Linked DNA regions of Gossypium hirsutum: region 2 is linked to region 1. Evidence: chromatin contacts called from public Hi-C data. All regions are on one chromosome and are shown on one strand. The core of a region is the stretch at or near the end of the contact, and the rest is flanking DNA. Distances in the headings are between cores, read along the strand shown.

Region 1 (3,922 bases), core at 560-3,059:
TGAATGTATAAACATGAGTGAGTTGGTCAGTCTCGCAAGGAACTTCCTTTTTGATTAAGTGATTTGTCCCATTGTATGTAAGAATGGCATGTACTTTCTTGGTGCTGTAGCCGCAAATATCAGGTCCAAACATGATGCTGGAATCAATCAACATAACAAAAAAAAAAATAAGTAAATTGAACAATAATATTGTTGAGGGTCAAACACCAACGCATCTAGTTTTGTTGCAAGTAGAGGTTGTCTCCCGACTCTATAGAAAGCTCAAGTGAGTTCAAAGAGTAACTCTGCTGAGAATACAAGTGCTTGAACAGGCAGCACATTCACAGAGTGGGAGCACCCAATACTTGTTGTGGTGGAGGTTCAACCCTCCGTAAATATCAATTAGAAACATTAATAGGTTGGATCAAAGGGCATGCACCAACCTGTACGGGGTGTCGCCACCAAATTTCTTCTGGTCAATGTTATCACTGAGCAACTTCATGTAGCCACCACCACAGTCAAGCTTCTGCTCGTGCTTCACAGAAAATTGGAAGACTAGAGTCTTGCCCTTGTTGTTAACTTCTGGGAACTCAGCTGAAATAGCATAAAACCTGTAGTCTTCACTAGTTTGAATACCTGTGCAAAACGCAGAGCCATAGGTAACTAACTTGAAACATAGCCTTTATCTATACCAAGTTATGAGTAATTCCAGAAGGTTACCTTTGTCATTAGGATCTCCATTCCATTTTCCAGAAGTGTAATTCCATTCCCCAGCCATGTTCTCATCTTTCTTCCAGTCAGATTTTACCCAACGACTTTCCCATCCATCTAAAGTTTCAGGACAATAGAAAAGCAAAATCAGCGAAGAGAAGTACAATTAAGCTTTTCGGAGACAATGAAAACTAAAAAAAAGTTCAATTAAAGCAAAAGTAGCTTCCTTTTCATAAGTTCTCACTCATTTGTTCGAAAGAGTACAGAATCTAAGGAATGTTAGAAAGAGTACACAATTTGTAAATAGATGCAATTTCTGCTCTGCTATGGTTTCTATCCTTGCAGCTAAAAAGGATAACTTTTAGTTATTTCCCTCTCACATTTCTAAAATTAACGTTTTCATCACTTATTTTTGTCAAGTTAACGTTTTCATCCCCTTATTTAAAAGACATACTTGACTCGTAATTAGCCAATTACTATAAAATGAAGGAATAAAATGAATAACAAAACGACAAATAATAATATATTAATTACCATTATTTCTACCATCCTCTACAGTTACAGATCAAAACTGAAAAGTCAGTGACCGTAACATTCACTGTCATTTTTTTATCGCAATTAAACTACATTTCTAACACTAATTTTATCTAGAACTGAATTAGGAAAGCAGATCATCAGTTGATCTACTCGAATTAATTGCACTTCTAAACGTAATTAAGTATTTGAGTAAAGAAACAAATGAAAAAAATCCGACTGCCAAAAGAAAACATATAAATCCCCGATTCGTACAAATTAGATCAAACAGAAAGCTAAAACATCTAAAAAAAACAGATCCAAATGACAAAAAAACAAGCCGATCTAAAGGTTGAGATACGACAGAAAAAATTTAGTACTCGAAAACCGAGAGAAATGAGTAAAGAAAATAGTTTACCTTCGAAGCGTTCTTCGAAGAAAACTTCAGCAGAGGCGATGGCGACGAGAGAGAGGAGAATAAGAGATAAGAAATTAGGGAACGGTTTGTGATTCGCCATGGTTGTACTCATCTAAGAGAAAAAAGAATAAGTAGAGCTGCAGACCGAGGGCGAGACCGATTGTGGGTTCCTCTATATATTGGTTGAACTCACTGGTTTTTGAGGTGCAGGTATTGGCTAAATATGACGTGGGCCAATGATTTGTAGACATGTCATTCGTCAGTGTCATTGGATTGACGTGGCGTAAAATTATTGGAAAGAAGTTTTGCATGACACGTAGAAAAGTTTCTGCTTGTTTGGCTAGGAGTTTAAGGAGTTACGTTTTAGAATTTCAAATTAGTTGCAAGTTGCAACTATTTTATGAGATCCTTTAACAGAAAGTATTATACGGAAGAGATATATTATTTTAATATCATATCAGTAATTTTATTTTAAATTTTAAGATTTTTATTTTATTTTATTTTTTTAAGTTAAAAATGTTGAAATTTAAGATAAAAATATTGATATGATATTAAACTATTGAAAAAAATAAATAAATGATGTGACGTCACTCTTTCATACAATCATTTCTCGTCCAAAGAAAGAATAGTATGAAAGATGGATATTATTTATTTTCAATAGCTTAATACCACATAAGCAATTTCATCTTAAATTTCAAGATTTTTATTTGATTTTGATTTTTTTTTCAAAATGAAAATATTGAAATTCAAAATGAAAATTTTAATATAGCATTAAACTATTAAAAAAATGATACAGATAAAGTGGCGTCACTGTTTCATACCATTATTTCGTGTCCATTAAAAGTGTTTTGGGTTAAAAATGATTTTCAATTATAAATAATGTTAAATAAACAAACATAAATTTTAATGTTTATTATGTTTGTTTAGTGTTTTTAATATGTTTATTATGTTATAGATGTTTTGATAAATTTATTGGAACTTTTTTTTTGTTAATATTTGTATATATTAACATAATTATTTATAGTAAGTTTATTTTATTTTTTTCATATAATTTATTTCGATTTATTTAATGCGGTGCATAGTTTGTTATTACAACTCAATTTAGAATTTTTTTTTTGTATTTATGTTTTTAATCGATGACAATTTAATTTTAAATTATTTATATAATTTGTAATAGTAATTACTTAAAGATAAAAAAATTTTACATTGTTTTTATTTTATTTTGAAATGATATTATTTAAAGGGATGTGTGATGTATTAGTCATGTTATATTGTATTTTATCTCAAATTACCATATCTTTTGCTAATTTATTACAATTTTTCAATAAAAATATATTTAAATGGCAAATACTTAATATAATTAAAATTAAAAATTGTAATCAACCATTCAAATTCCCAACATATTGAGGCATATAAAATCGAATGTAAAATAAAATTAGAAATGTGTTATATTATATTAGAATAAAAAATACTATATTAATTATAAAACCAATATGTTTAATATAAAATAATATTTATTTAGAATATAAAAATTAATACAAATTTATGTATATGTTTATCAATTAATTATTATTTTTCAGCAATACAAAAAATGGTAATAAAATTTATTAATCATTTTTTTTAAAATGTGTCAGTTTTTCTTCTCTTCTATTTGTCTCAACTGTGGTTCGCAAGAACTTAATTCCAGTTTCCAGCAACTGGTTGGAAAAGAACAAATTTTTAAATTCATTTTTTCTTTTCTATTTTTAACTCGTGATTGATTTTTTTTCTTGTTCTTATTATATTTTTCTTCCAAAAAAATTTCAATCTTCGGCTTTTTATTTTTATTTTATAAAGCATTTGTATTTCCAAATTTAGTTATTTTGTTTTTGTTGGATTTCTTTATTTTTGTGCTTTGCATGATGATTAGGTAATAAGTAAATATAGAAATTAAGTAAATTTTAATAAGAAAAATATTGAAAAATAACTTTATGCATGGAAAGTAATGTCAATGACATCTATGAAAAAATTTATAGGAATAGTTTTGTATAAATTTAAGAATTATGTAAAGGGAGTTTTAGTTGTTAATTTGAATTGTCGGTTATTATGTTAATTATATATTAAATAAAATGATTAAAATGTAAATAAAGTTAAAGTAAAATGTCAAAAATCGAATTATTGACGAGGCTAGGTTTGTATTGAAAGGTCTACACTTAGTATAAGAGAAATGTTTCAGACAAATGGAACTTGAGTGTGATAATGCACCGTTGGTTAAAACACTCTTGGCTAGCGGAGCAACAAATAGAAAAATGGTGGAACTAC
Region 2 (3,703 bases), core at 495-2,994, 230 kb after region 1:
AGTTTAAATTAATTATTTATAAATATGAATAAACTTAAATAAAATTAAATTTCTAATTTGAATCGAATTGAATTTGGATAAGCATAAACTATAATTTTTAACTCCGTAAAATATTGATTTAGCCTAGCCTTAAGTGATTATTTGAGGGGAGGGGTTGAACTTGAGGTGAGGGCTATGATGATGATGAAAGTGCTGAGGGTCACAAATTGCGAAATCAAAGGTGATAAATAAAAACGGATCAAAAACTTTAGATTCATCAACATTTTATTCGAAACAAAACTTTAAAAAAGGAAGAAAAAAATTTGAACTCCAACAAAATTAGCTAACAAACCAAAACGTCTAAGCAACAAGTGTTATAAGAGAAGGAAAAAAAAAACATGTTTAAGAGCCTCTCTTAGGTTGTCTTTGGATCCAGCTTCCATTGTTTATGAAAGTGTTGATATCTAATAAATAGCTCAAATCCTTAGACGACAGCTTCTTCTCCCATGCCACACGCTTCGACTTGTTTGCCCCTGCTCCTGTACAATCTACTTCGGCATAAACTATACTATTTCTGCACAAATTTTATCAATGAAACTATCAAAAACTAACCATGCCTAATTGACTCATTAGTTCCAACAAAGATAAAAAAAATTCCAAGGCCTAAAAATCTTACTCTTTCTTAACATAATTCCACGCTGACCAACCCTGTGGTACGATGATACCCGACATCCTCGTGCGGTAAAACAATACTCTGGCATAAGGTTTATATGCTCTTCCTAGATAAGCAGGACCTGTTCCGAATATCCATCCCTCTTTGAACACGAAACCACTATGATCAACTACGCTATCCCGAGCTTGAGCGGTGATATAAGCCGCCATGCCGCTACGTTGAGCCGATGCCGTTACATTTAAATTGCATCCCTACATGAAACTTTGAGTGTAAATATACCTCAATCACAGAGAGAGAGAGATTCGTGTGATTATAATCGAGTCAATGCCTACTTGGTAAATTGATCTTCCGTTTCCCCATATGAAATCAACAGCACCTTCAATATAACAATTTTCAAAGTAATGACGACCTTCTGAATCTGTCAGTGTATCTTGTACACTTATAAACCGACATCGATAAAATGCAGCCATGTCTGCATTGATCAGAGCTGCTGGTGCCCATGTAATTGGTGTTCCAGGTTCAAGATTGTAAGTATTCTGTCAAACAAAAAAGGTTATTTGTTCAATATAATTGTGAATATTTTTAGACTTGAACGTGCAAAAAGTTAAAGTTGATAGACCTTGAATGTTATATCCATGGCAACAAAATCGTCAGCATACAAAGAGAGTGTAGAACTTTTAATAGAGTCACCCCCATCTCCAAACTGGACAATTGTCGACCTGTATGACTCTCCTTGAAGAAGAATTCTTGGTTTATCTCTAGGGATAGTCACCTTTTCACTAAACAAATATTAAAGCATAAGATTAGAGCTATAAATAAACCACTTCATTGGTCCGCAAATATATATATATATATACACCAAAGAGCTTCAGCGGTAAATATATTACTTGTAGATACCGGCTTTAACATGAATAAGTGTCCAAGCTTCATTGTTTGATGGAACAGAATCAATGGCATTTTGAATAGTGGTGAAACTCCCATGGCCTGATTGATCTACTATGATAGTTTTTCTAACTTGACCATCTGTCTTGGTTGACATCGAGAGGACTAAAACCAGCAAACTACTGTTGAGGAAGAAATTGAAAAACTGCATTTTTTTAATGGAATAGGAGCTTAAGTATTGTAGAAAAATAGAATGACTTGGGTCAATATATATACCATTTGAGATAATATGTTTGAACTGGAAAGTTAACATTTGTTTTCTTCTTTTTGGCAGTTTATCTGGCAAAATTGGGAAAATAAGCCATTTTCTGATAGATTATTATGAAAGAATCTGGTACTAGGGTGAGCCAGACAACTCAAGGCTGTGTTGACCAACAAGGCATAACTTTCCTTAATAAGGGGAAAACCATATTAGCACCCAAAAATCTGCTTTCCATAGATGGCTTTGAAACCGTTTTTACTCATAATGAAAAAGGACACTAATTTATAGGTGTTGTAATCCATATAATTAAAATTTTCAGCTTCAATTTTGAAAGTCCAAGTTAATTTTTATTTCAAATTTCGGGGGGCTTGACTTTGATTTTTGATTTTGACTTTGACTTTGACTTTGACTTTGACTTTTTATTTATTTGTGATTGTTATTAATATTACATATAAAAGAGATGACCATGCATGCGAAGATGGCAGCCATATTTTGCAAAGGGAAAGAACAAAAAGGACAACAATTAAAAGCAAAGAGAGGGTACAAGACAAGGCAAGGAATAACCATGTGAAAGTAGAGAAAAAGTACAAAAATTAAATGTGATAGAGAAGCAACATGGCAAGGGGGAAAATAAAAGAAGAAAATTTGGCTTTTAAAAAGTCCAAGCTTAAGGGGGCTCAAGGGTGAGAAAAAAAACAAAGAAAGAAAGAGCTCCAAGTAAGAGAAAACCAGAGAAAACCAAAGCTGAAAGAAAAGAGAATAGCAAGGAGCCACCACTAGATAAGTCAAGAGAGCAAGGAGAAAACAGAGACGTTACATGCGAAAGCCAAAGCTAAAAAGGACCGAGAAACCTTTAGCTGGTATAATTATATACACTTTGTTCTAACTTGAACTCATTTACTTTGTGTATGCATTGCAAAATCTTGTTTTGGGTATCATAACAAGATTCAACTGAGTTGAAATTTGTATTTTCAATACAAAGCAGAGATGACGGTGATTGAGGACGGTTCGCTTAGTGGGTGGAGAGTTGTAGATAATATAGTATGAGAGATGGAGGAATTTGGGAGACGACAGTTGGAAGAGAGAGAGCGCCCTATCCCTCGTTCTTGAGGGATCTTTTAAAGGGTATCATTGTTCCTTCTTGAGGTACCACATGTTTTTTTTCTATTGGCTTCATATTCCCTAAAACTTAGTTGATTTATTGACGTCACTTCCTCTTAAGTATGAGTCATCATGTCAAGACAACGAGTAAATTTTACATACGGTAGACATGATGTCTTTGTCAAAGGTGTGGTCCCTTTAGGGTGTGCTCTCCTAGCTGTGGGCCTGGCCTTGACTGACAAAACTTGTTGTCACAAATTATCTTAGCTCATGGAACACCTTGCAAGAGCAATGTATCATGAGGCGGTTTCGCAAGATTTAAGTATAACAATATCTACTTTTGTAAACATTTCCCTTGAATGGCTTCTCTTGATACTTAAACTCCTTGTGTTGCACATTTTGGTGCGATAATTTTGCTCATCATTTTGGACTCGACCATCTTACTTTGCAGTCATTTGAAGCATTTGAAAATAATCATTGCTAACCAAATTGTTATTTAAATTGTTTATGATTTTGATAAAAAAAAACTAACTTGTTTATGATTATGGTTATAAAAAAAAACTTTCTTTGTATCTTAATCTCAGGAAACTTGTCTTTTATGGTATGAAAAACATGTCGAATTCTTCCTTTTGGCACTAAAAGCATGTATTCCTTCTAAAGGATTTGTAATTCGGCATGAAAACTGGGACCATATAAACTATAATGATTCTATGTTTCAAGTATGCACGAATGTATTTATGTTGACCTAAAACAGTTGTTAAGTTTACAAGCAGAGTGAGCAAAAGTGGTTGTAGAAGTGGGCACTT

The links. A called contact is a pair of places that touch in the nucleus more often than the background predicts.
Region 2: a contact with region 1 is called in a Hi-C map of leaf, with 2.1 times the contacts expected there. The contact joins the promoter of LOC107894447 here to the promoter of LOC107893231 in region 1. A contact is called at or near these places in 2 of 34 Hi-C or Micro-C datasets (both in leaf).

The regions. Positions count from the first base shown.
Region 1 is chrA13:104,641,429-104,645,350 of Gossypium_hirsutum_v2.1, forward strand. It overlaps LOC107893231 (calreticulin), which reads right to left and starts at 1,810. Exons shown (of 14, transcript XM_041085558.1): 1 at 1,622-1,810; 2 at 700-807; 3 at 423-615; 4 at 1-137. The coding sequence starts at 1,733.
Region 2 is chrA13:104,873,529-104,877,231 of Gossypium_hirsutum_v2.1, forward strand. LOC107894447 (probable pectinesterase 29) reads right to left here and starts at 1,745. Exons shown (of 5, transcript XM_016819721.1): 1 at 1,540-1,745; 2 at 1,272-1,431; 3 at 985-1,188; 4 at 656-903; 5 at 382-553. The coding sequence starts at 1,745. The coding sequence ends at 382.